2 separate regions of the Macaca mulatta genome follow, and region 2 is linked to region 1. A link is a contact called in public Hi-C data. All regions are on one chromosome and are shown on one strand. Each heading gives the region's core, a stretch centred on a gene start, on an enhancer-like site or on the middle of the called end of the contact. The rest is flanking DNA. Distances are from core to core; before and after follow the strand shown. Region 1 holds the start of GTF2IRD1 (GTF2I repeat domain containing 1). Region 2 holds the start of GTF2I (general transcription factor IIi).

Region 1 (4,072 bases), core at 894-3,393:
TTGAATGCCTGACCTCAAGTGATCCACCCACCTCAGCCTCCCAAAGTGTTGGGATTAGAGGCGTGAGCCACTGCGTCTGGCCTAATTTTTGAAACAGAGTCTCACTCTGTCACCCAGGTTGGAGTGCAATGGCTCAATCTCGGCTCACTGCAACCTTCACCTCCTGGGTTCCAGTGATTCTCATGCATCAGCCTTCTGAGTAGCTGGGATTACAGGCATGCGCCACCACACCTGGTTAATTTTTGTATTTTTAGTGACTGGATTTTGCTGTGTTGGCCACGCTGGCCTTGAACTCCTGACCTCAAGCGATCCACCCACCCTGGCTTCCCAAAGTGCTGGGATTACAGGCATGAGCCACTGAGCCCAGTCAAGAACATCTTATTAATGCAGAGCTAGCCAAGCAGTAGGACTGGAGTTATTAATCAAATTACTCTCCACAAGAACTCAGAGGCTAGGGTTTTTATGGATAATTTGGTGGGCAAGGGCTCAGAGAATGGGTACTGCTGATTGGTTGGGGATGAAATCACAGGGGTGTGGCAAATGGTCCTTATGCACTGAGTCAGTCTCTGAGTGGGGGCCACAGGATGGGCTGAGTCATGAGTCACACAGGTCCAGGTGAGTCAGTCGGTTGCCAGAATGCGAAAGTCTGAAAAACTCCAAAGACCAATCTCAGTTTCCACAATAGAGATGCTATCTATAGGAGGAAGTGGGGAACTCAGAAATCTTGTGATCTCTGGCCACATGACTCCTGAGCCGTCAGATTATAAAAAACGATGCATAGGTTTTAGCAGCACGCAGGCCCCTCCCATAATCCTAATCTCATGGCCTTTAGTTAGTTTTACAAAGGGGGCTTTGGTCTCGAGTAAAGAGCAGGTTAGGTTTAAGGAGTAACTATTATCATTTTTGCTTCAAAGTTGAACTATAAACTAAATTCCTCCCCTGGTTAGCTTGGCCTATGCTCCGGAATGAGTGAGGACAGCCAGCCCGTGAGGCTGGAAGCAAGATGGAGTCAGCCACCCTAAACTTCTTTCACTGTCATAATCTTTGCAAAGGCAGTTTGGCCAGGAGGCTGTGGGGAGACCTTGTGGGTTTTGCCTGGACCTGGGAGATTCTCGATCTATGTTTGGCTGTCCTTCTAAGCCAGAAGCTCCCTGGGGTTGGGGCCTGCCTGGGGTGAGTCCCTCCCTCCCTGCCATGCCCAGCCTAGCCAAGGCCTAGTTCAGGGCTCAGGGCACCACATGGGGGGAAGGACTGTGTTCCTTGTGCTGAATTAGGATTTATGGCTTTGGGGCCGGTTGGGAGGCGTGCGCTCTGATTCAGTAGCAGCGCTGCTGTGGTGTGTGTGTCGTTGGTGAGAGCGGGGCGGGCGGGGGACGGGGCGGGGGGGGCGGTGGACAGGGGTAAGAGCCTCTCAGAGGAAGGTCCCATCAGACAAGATGGGACCAAGAGTCCAGTTGGCTCTGCTGCGACTTTCGGCATGTCACTGCCTTCCTGCACATCTCAGGGGCGGGAGGGGGACAAAGGCTGTAAGAGGTACCTGGCCCAAGCCTTAGGACTAGAACCCGGGCCAGGCGGGAGTGACCGGCCAGGACACTCAGGGCCTCCGCACGTTCCAGCTGGGTGACCTTGACTCTCCAGCCCCAGCCCCCTGCGCCCCGCTGCTCTCCCAGTGGTGGTGGGGGGCGGTGGGGGTAGGCGGGGGCGCGCCCAGGCTTTTCTAATCTGGGGCTGGGGGGGGGACCGAGGGCGCCACCGCCCCTCCCCGCAGGTCCGGGGCCGAGGGGTGCGGCGCACTCTTCCCACCGCGGTGCCCAGATCCCCGGGACGCAGGGGCGCGGGGTAGCAAGGGGGAGACGCAGGGGCGCGGGGCGCGGGGCGCGGGGCGGGCTAATCCCGTATGTAAATGGCAGCCAATGGAGGGTGGTGTTGCGCGGGGCTGGGATTAGGGCCGGGGCGAATGGCTGGCAATCTTACTGGGATTACAGAACAAAGAGCCTCCCCGCGCTCCCGCTCTCCGCTCCGCTCCCCGCGCCGCCCCGCCCTCCGCCGCAGCCCGCGCCGGGGGTGGGGGCCGCCAAGCGCCAGCCCCCCGGCCGGCCGATCCCCCCCCGCGCCCCCTCCCCGCGCCTCCCTCCCCGCCCTCGCCGCGCCGCCGTCCTCGCCTCCCTCTGCCTCTCCTTCCCCCATTCTCCCGGATTAATTAAGGAGGCAGCGGCAGGAGGCTGAGTCCTGGCCGCGGGCCGGGGCCGGGGCGCCGCTGGCAGGAGCGCTTGGGGATCCTCCAAGGTAGGAGAAACTTTTGCGGGGGGCGGGCGCCGAGGCCTTTCTCCCCTTCCCCCTCACCCCCGCCCCCGATCCCCTCCGCCTCCTCCGGGGGGGGCCCCGCCCCTCCCCCTCTCAAGGTGTTACAGGAGCTGGGGCCGGCTTTTGGGTGCCCGGGGAGGCACGTGACTGGGATTATAATTCGGGCCCGGGGGAGGGGCGGGACGGCCGCCCCCCACCTGCCCGGGAGGGGCCAGGAGCTGGGAGCTGTCACCCCCTCCCTCCTTGCCACCGGCCCTTCTGGAGGTGGGGGGCGTCCCGGGCCGGCGCCCGCAGGCTGCTGCAGTTGGCGAATGAGGTCAGTCGCGCTGCCCGCGGTGGCGGGCGCCGGGGTGGGAGCAGAGGGGGCTGGGAAGGCCGCGGTCCCCGCCTTTCACCCCCCTCCACCTTTTCCCGGGCTGGGCCAGCCCCTGGCCCGCGCCCCCAACTCCCAGGCGGAGTCTAGCCCAGCCAGGATTGCCCCAGCAGGGTGGTTCCTGTTGTGGACCCCCCCTCGCCGCCCCGGGGAGGGAGCTGGCCTGTGTGGTGGTGGCCGCTGAACCCCGGGTGGAGGGGACTCAGAAGGTGGCAGTGGGGGGGAGCACAAAGGGTTCAGAGGAGTAAGTTGGGGGTACTCGGTCTGTGGGTGGTCTCTGAGTTCCTGCAGATGGGTGGAGAGGACAGAGGAGGGGCCACAGGGTGCTGAACACCCACCCGCCCCAACCTAAGTACCCTGGGCATGGTGGGCTTGACACGTCTCCTGGGCTCTGCACCCCTGGCCAGCAGCCAGAGAGTGAGACCCTGCCCCGCCTGGCCTGGGCCCAGGGAAGGGGGACGCTGTGCCGCTGAGAGAGTTCCACCCTCCTGGCAGTGCTGGAGGGGGATGGAGCTCTGGCGTCTGGCCTAGTGACCCTGCCTCCCAGGACCAAGGTCCTGCGGTGGGAGTCTCCTGTGTCCCCATCCCAGCTGAAGCGAGGGTGCTGGGACATAGGGGTCTCGCTGCAGGGCCCGTGGGGGAGTACTGGCTCTTGGATGGGGAATGTGCCAAGGGGTACCCCGGGGATGGCCCTGGGCCTGGCGGGTGGGAGTGGAGGGCAGGCCCCCACAGTTTTTGGAGGAGTGGGCATTTGCAAGGGTTTCTCTTAGAAGAGGAGAGGGGTGTCTAGAAGCTCCCCTGGCCTGCCGCTGCTATGGTCGGCCTCTGTGTGTCTGGCTGCCCCGTGGCCAGGACTGTTGACTCCTTGGCACTGGCCTGGGGCCTTGGGGCTTGGAAGGTGCCCCAAGCAGCTCATTTATTTCAGCAGTGTCATTCCAGAGGGGAAAGGCACCAGCATCGATTATTTATTCTAAGCAGGAGGAGGTGGCTGGAGGCTGGTGGCTGCTGGCAGGGAGGGGTTAGGTATAAGGTAGTTAGGTGGCCATCATGAACCGCCCTATTTGGGGCCCAGGAGGGTGTGAGATAGACTCTGACCTCTTCTGAGCAGGCACCTGCGGACCAAGGGACAGGCTTGGCCCCAAGGTGACAGGGTATCGGAACCCCCATCCTGCCTCTGGGGTGTGGGAGGCTCAAGTCCACACCTCATTCTTCCACAGCCTGCTCTGAGGTGACCTAGAAATCAGCAGTTCTGACTCAGAGGGTCCCACAGGACCCCACAGAGGAAACTAGGAAGGAAGGGTTGAAACTCCGCAGCCACTCAGAGCCTGCACTCTTAAAATGTTCGAGAACTTAGGGCCGATGGTTGTAAAACTGGGTCTTGAAGACAGCTTTGTA
Region 2 (4,072 bases), core at 910-3,409, 190 kb after region 1:
CTTTCTGACTAGAGGTAATTCAAAACCAGCTAATGTTGACCTAACCGTTTTAGGAATTGCTTCAGTCTCAAAGAAGTTGGAGTTGTTTATGAAGAGGCAGCAAAATTCCACTGTGGGCCCCGCGCGGTGCTCATGCCTGTAATCTCAGCACTTTGGGAGGCTGAGGCAGGCAGATCACTTGAGGTCAGGAGTTCGAGAACAGTCTGGGCAATATGGTGAAACCCGTCTCCACTAAAAATACAAAAATTAGCTGGGCGTGGTAGTGCACGCCTGTAATCCCAGCTACTCGGGAGGCTGAGGCAGGAGAATGGCTTGAACCCGTGAGGTAGAGGTTGCTGTGAAGATCGCACCACTGCACTCCAGCGTGGGCGACGGAGCGAGGCTCGGTCTCAAAAAAAGAATTCCACTGTGAACCACTAAACAAATTCACAGAAGAAAGGGACTATCTTCCAAACGTTTTCACATGATAAGGATCATCTTGGCTAAATACACTTCTGCCTTACTACCTCACTTTGTAACACCCTCCCGAATTCTACTCCATGACTCCACTATACCCAGGAAATCCTTTCCCTGACCCCTCCAGGTGGAGAAACCACTCTCTCAACAAAACATACTCACCGAAGTCCACAGCAGCTGAAATCTGCGTCTCATAGGCTGGCTGTTCTTACTAGAGTTACAGGCTTCTCAAGAGTTAAATTTGTTCCTAAATATATGTGTCAGTGGCACGTGGTATTGGGAATAGAGAATTTAATTAAATATTCCTAAATGTCAATGAAATACAAGTGCAAAAAGAAAGTTGCTCTTGGGCAAACTTAATGAATGGCTTTCGAGACAATCGACAAAGGAGAGTCACAATCTTTTTAGGCAAGGACCGAAGGGATCCTAGACATTGTCGGGGAAATCGCAAAAATTCAGGCTGTCTGCTTCTCCGGTGAGCTTTACGCTCTCCATGTATTTTTTTAAAAACTCCAACACGAAAATTCTAGAGGAGGCTTTATTGGGTGCGGTCTGTGCAAGAGAGACGATGGGGAATGCCAATCGGAGAACCCAGATTCAAAGGAAAGGTTTTTTGGACCCACATCAAAAGACTGGCTGCTCGGAAAGTTTTCTCGCTAGCGACAAAGACTTGGAGGCTGGAAAAAGCGTCGTGGTCGCCACCTACCGAGAAGCGGCGGGTCGGGGGAGGATGACTGTCGTGGCCCGAATCCCCAGTGGGTGGTACTGGGTGGGGGGATCAGAAAAACCACTGAATCTCGTGCTTTACATAAACATCTAAAAATCGTCGGCCTCGGGGTTGTAAAGTTTTGGAGTTTAACTTAGGTGAACCGTAGTGTCTCACCATTTTCAAAACCCACCAGCTAACTCAAGTTGAGAAGCAAAAAATAATGGTAGGGGGAGGAGTTTGAGTTAAATCGCATCGCGGTTGACAGAACAAAACAGGAGCTACGAGTCTGGATTTCTGCTCCCACTCCCTTGCAAGTTTCCTTCCAAATCCTAAGGGAGAACAGAGGCGGAGGGTCTGGGGGAGGAATTAAAACACAAGGTCTCCTCCCCTCTCGCCTGTCCAAACTTGGGGGCAACGGTTTCTTTGGAGGACAGCTTGGAAAACACTAGAGAGGAGTTCTTTGTGTCCCGGAGGGTGGTGCAGGGCGGGAGGACTCCCCTTGGCAGAGCACGGAGGGCGACGGGCCGGCCCGGGGCTCCCCGGCTTTTGCAGCGTCCCGGTCTGGCAATTTGCAAGGAATGTGGGGTGCAAGAGCAAGTGGGGGACTTGGACGGCGGCTGGCGCGCGGTGGGGACGAGGCCGGAGCCACCACCCGTCCAGATTTCCGTTTCTGCACCCCGGCTCCCCTCCCCCACCCGGGCGGCCGCGCAGGCCCCAGGTGCAGCCATGTTCTCGCTCCCACCACCCTCGCCTCCATTGACAGCCCTTGCTGGAGAGGGCCGGGCGCCGCGCTTGCCTCGTCCTCGGGTTCGGGGCTCGCCGGAGCGGTGCTTCCTGGGAGTTGTAGTCCCCTGTCCCTGCTGCCGCGTTGATGGGGAACGCATCCCAAACTACAACTCCCGCTGGGCGGCGCTGCGGGTGCGCACGCGCAACGCGCCTTCGAGGAACAAAAAAAAAGAAAAGAAAAAAAGAAAAAAAAAAGGAGGAGGAGGAGGAGGGTGAGAGAGAAGCTGGGAGAGCAGAGAAAAGGGGCCACCGGTCGCCCCCCCGCTTCCCCGCACGCGCTCTCCAGCCGCGGCCGCCCGCCTGCCGCGGTCACCCCGGCCTCTGCCTCTGTCCCCCAGTGATCGGATCAAGGCGCCGAGCGAGGCCCTGCCTGCGGGGCGGCCATGCGGCGGTGACAGGAGCGCGGCCGACACGCACGGGCCCCTCGCCCCCTCTCGCCTCCCTCCCGCTCGCCAGCTCCCCTCAGCCGAGGCTGCTCCGCTGCGGCCGCAGCGCGCGCGCGGCCCACACTCGCCTCCCCTCGGCACCCCCGGCCCCGGCGCTGCCTGGAGGCGGCCGCACTCGGGTGAGTCCCTCTCGCCTCATCCCCGTGCCCCCTGCCCCCGCCTCGGGGGGCCATTGCGAGCGGGGGCCTTTATTGGAGACTTTGCCCCGCCAGGGGCTGCAGGGACAGGGGCCTGGGAGCCGCGGCACGCCGCGCGCGGTGTGGGGCCTTGGGGGGCACCCGTGCCGCCTCCCCCTACCCCCACCCCCACCGCCTCGCCGGGTCTCCAGCCCCGCCGGCCTTGGCAGTGGCCGAAACCAGGCGATGGGGGTGGGGCGGCACGGACGCGGTCGCGGGGGACGACAGTGGCACGCGCGCGCCTCGGTGCGCGTGGGGGAGGGGCGCGCGCGCCAACCGGCGTGGGGTGGGGGGGCGCCTCGCGCGTGCGGTCCCGCGCACGAGCCAGCGAGCGGCCCCGCTGGCTGCGCATGCCCCGCCGCGCTGATTGGCCGGCTAGGCGGTGCGGGGGCGCGCGCGGTGCCAGGCCCGAGCCGCCGTGGGGTCGCGCTCGCCTGGTGTATCTGGGGCTCCTGCGCCGGGGCAGCAGACGCGCGGGATTGGCCGACCGGCGCGGGGGCGGGGCCGCGCGTTGCCTGGTAACTGCGGCGGGCGGGGGAGCGGGAGCGCAGTTCCCCGCCCCGCCCCGCTCCCAGGTGGAGCCCGCAGTGGGCTTTGTCCCGGGCCGGCTCGGCGCGCCTGCCCCGCGGGGCCTGTTCTTTGGGGGAAATAAACACAATGACCGGAAGGAAAACCTCAGCCTTAGGCCATGAAAATTAAGCCGTCTGGGTTCGGCCAGCACCCAGACGACGGGAGTGCAGAGGAAGAAGGAAAATGAAATGGAAAAAGCTGTCTTCTTGCCGCTCCCTGGCTCCTCCACTTTTTCTTAATCCAACTTTTGCCTTTTCGTGTAGCGAATTTTGTCCTCCCTAGGTTATGGATTTGCACTGATTTGCGGCTGGGGATGTTCAGAGGTGGGGTGCTGTTGGAGTAGTGTCCACTCTTGCGGATGCGCAGCTCTTGCCGACTACTGACCTCCTCCTTTTAAAAAAAAAAAAAAATTAAATTATTTGTGGAGACGCGTTCTCACTATGTTGCCCAGGCTGGTCCTTCTGAACTCCTAGGCTCAAGCGATCCTCCCACCTTGGCCTCCCAAAGTGCTAGGATTACAGGTGTGAGCCATCGCGTTCAGCTTAGTTTTCTTTTTTTTTTTTAGAAACAGGGTCTCTCTGTGTTGCCGCGGCTGAAGCGCGCAGTGGCACAATCATAGCTCATTGCAGCCTTCAACACCTGAGCTCCAGCGATCCTCCTGCCTCAGCCTCCCCAGTGGCTGGGACTACAGGCACATGCCATCATGTCCGGCTGATTTTTATTTTCTATTTTTTTATTTTTATTTTTTGAGATGGAGTCTTGCTCTGTGGCCCAGACTGAAGTGCAGTGGCATGATCTTGGCTCATTGCAACCTCTGCCTCCCCGGTTCAAGCCATTCTCCTGCCTCAGCCTCCTAAGTAGCTGGGATTACAGGCGTGCGCCGCCACGCCGGGATAATTTTTGTATTTTTAGTAGAGATGGAGTTTCAC

The links. Hi-C and Micro-C count contacts between places; a contact is called where the count stands out from the background.
Region 2: a contact with region 1 is called in a Hi-C map of liver, with 3 times the contacts expected there. The contact joins the promoter of GTF2I here to the promoter of GTF2IRD1 in region 1. A contact is called at or near these places in 2 of 14 Hi-C or Micro-C datasets (cortical neurons and liver).

The regions. Positions count from the first base shown.
Region 1 is chr3:51,964,540-51,968,611 of T2T-MMU8v2.0, forward strand. GTF2IRD1 (GTF2I repeat domain containing 1) reads left to right here and starts at 2,144. Exons shown (of 27, transcript NM_001265985.2): 1 at 2,144-2,286. All of the region lies in intron 12 of CLIP2 (CAP-Gly domain containing linker protein 2), which reads left to right. It overlaps LOC144339817 (a long non-coding RNA gene), which reads right to left. Exons shown (of 2, transcript XR_013415223.1): 2 at 2,506-4,072.
Region 2 is chr3:52,156,220-52,160,291 of T2T-MMU8v2.0, forward strand. GTF2I (general transcription factor IIi) reads left to right here and starts at 2,160. Exons shown (of 33, transcript NM_001257365.1): 1 at 2,160-2,516.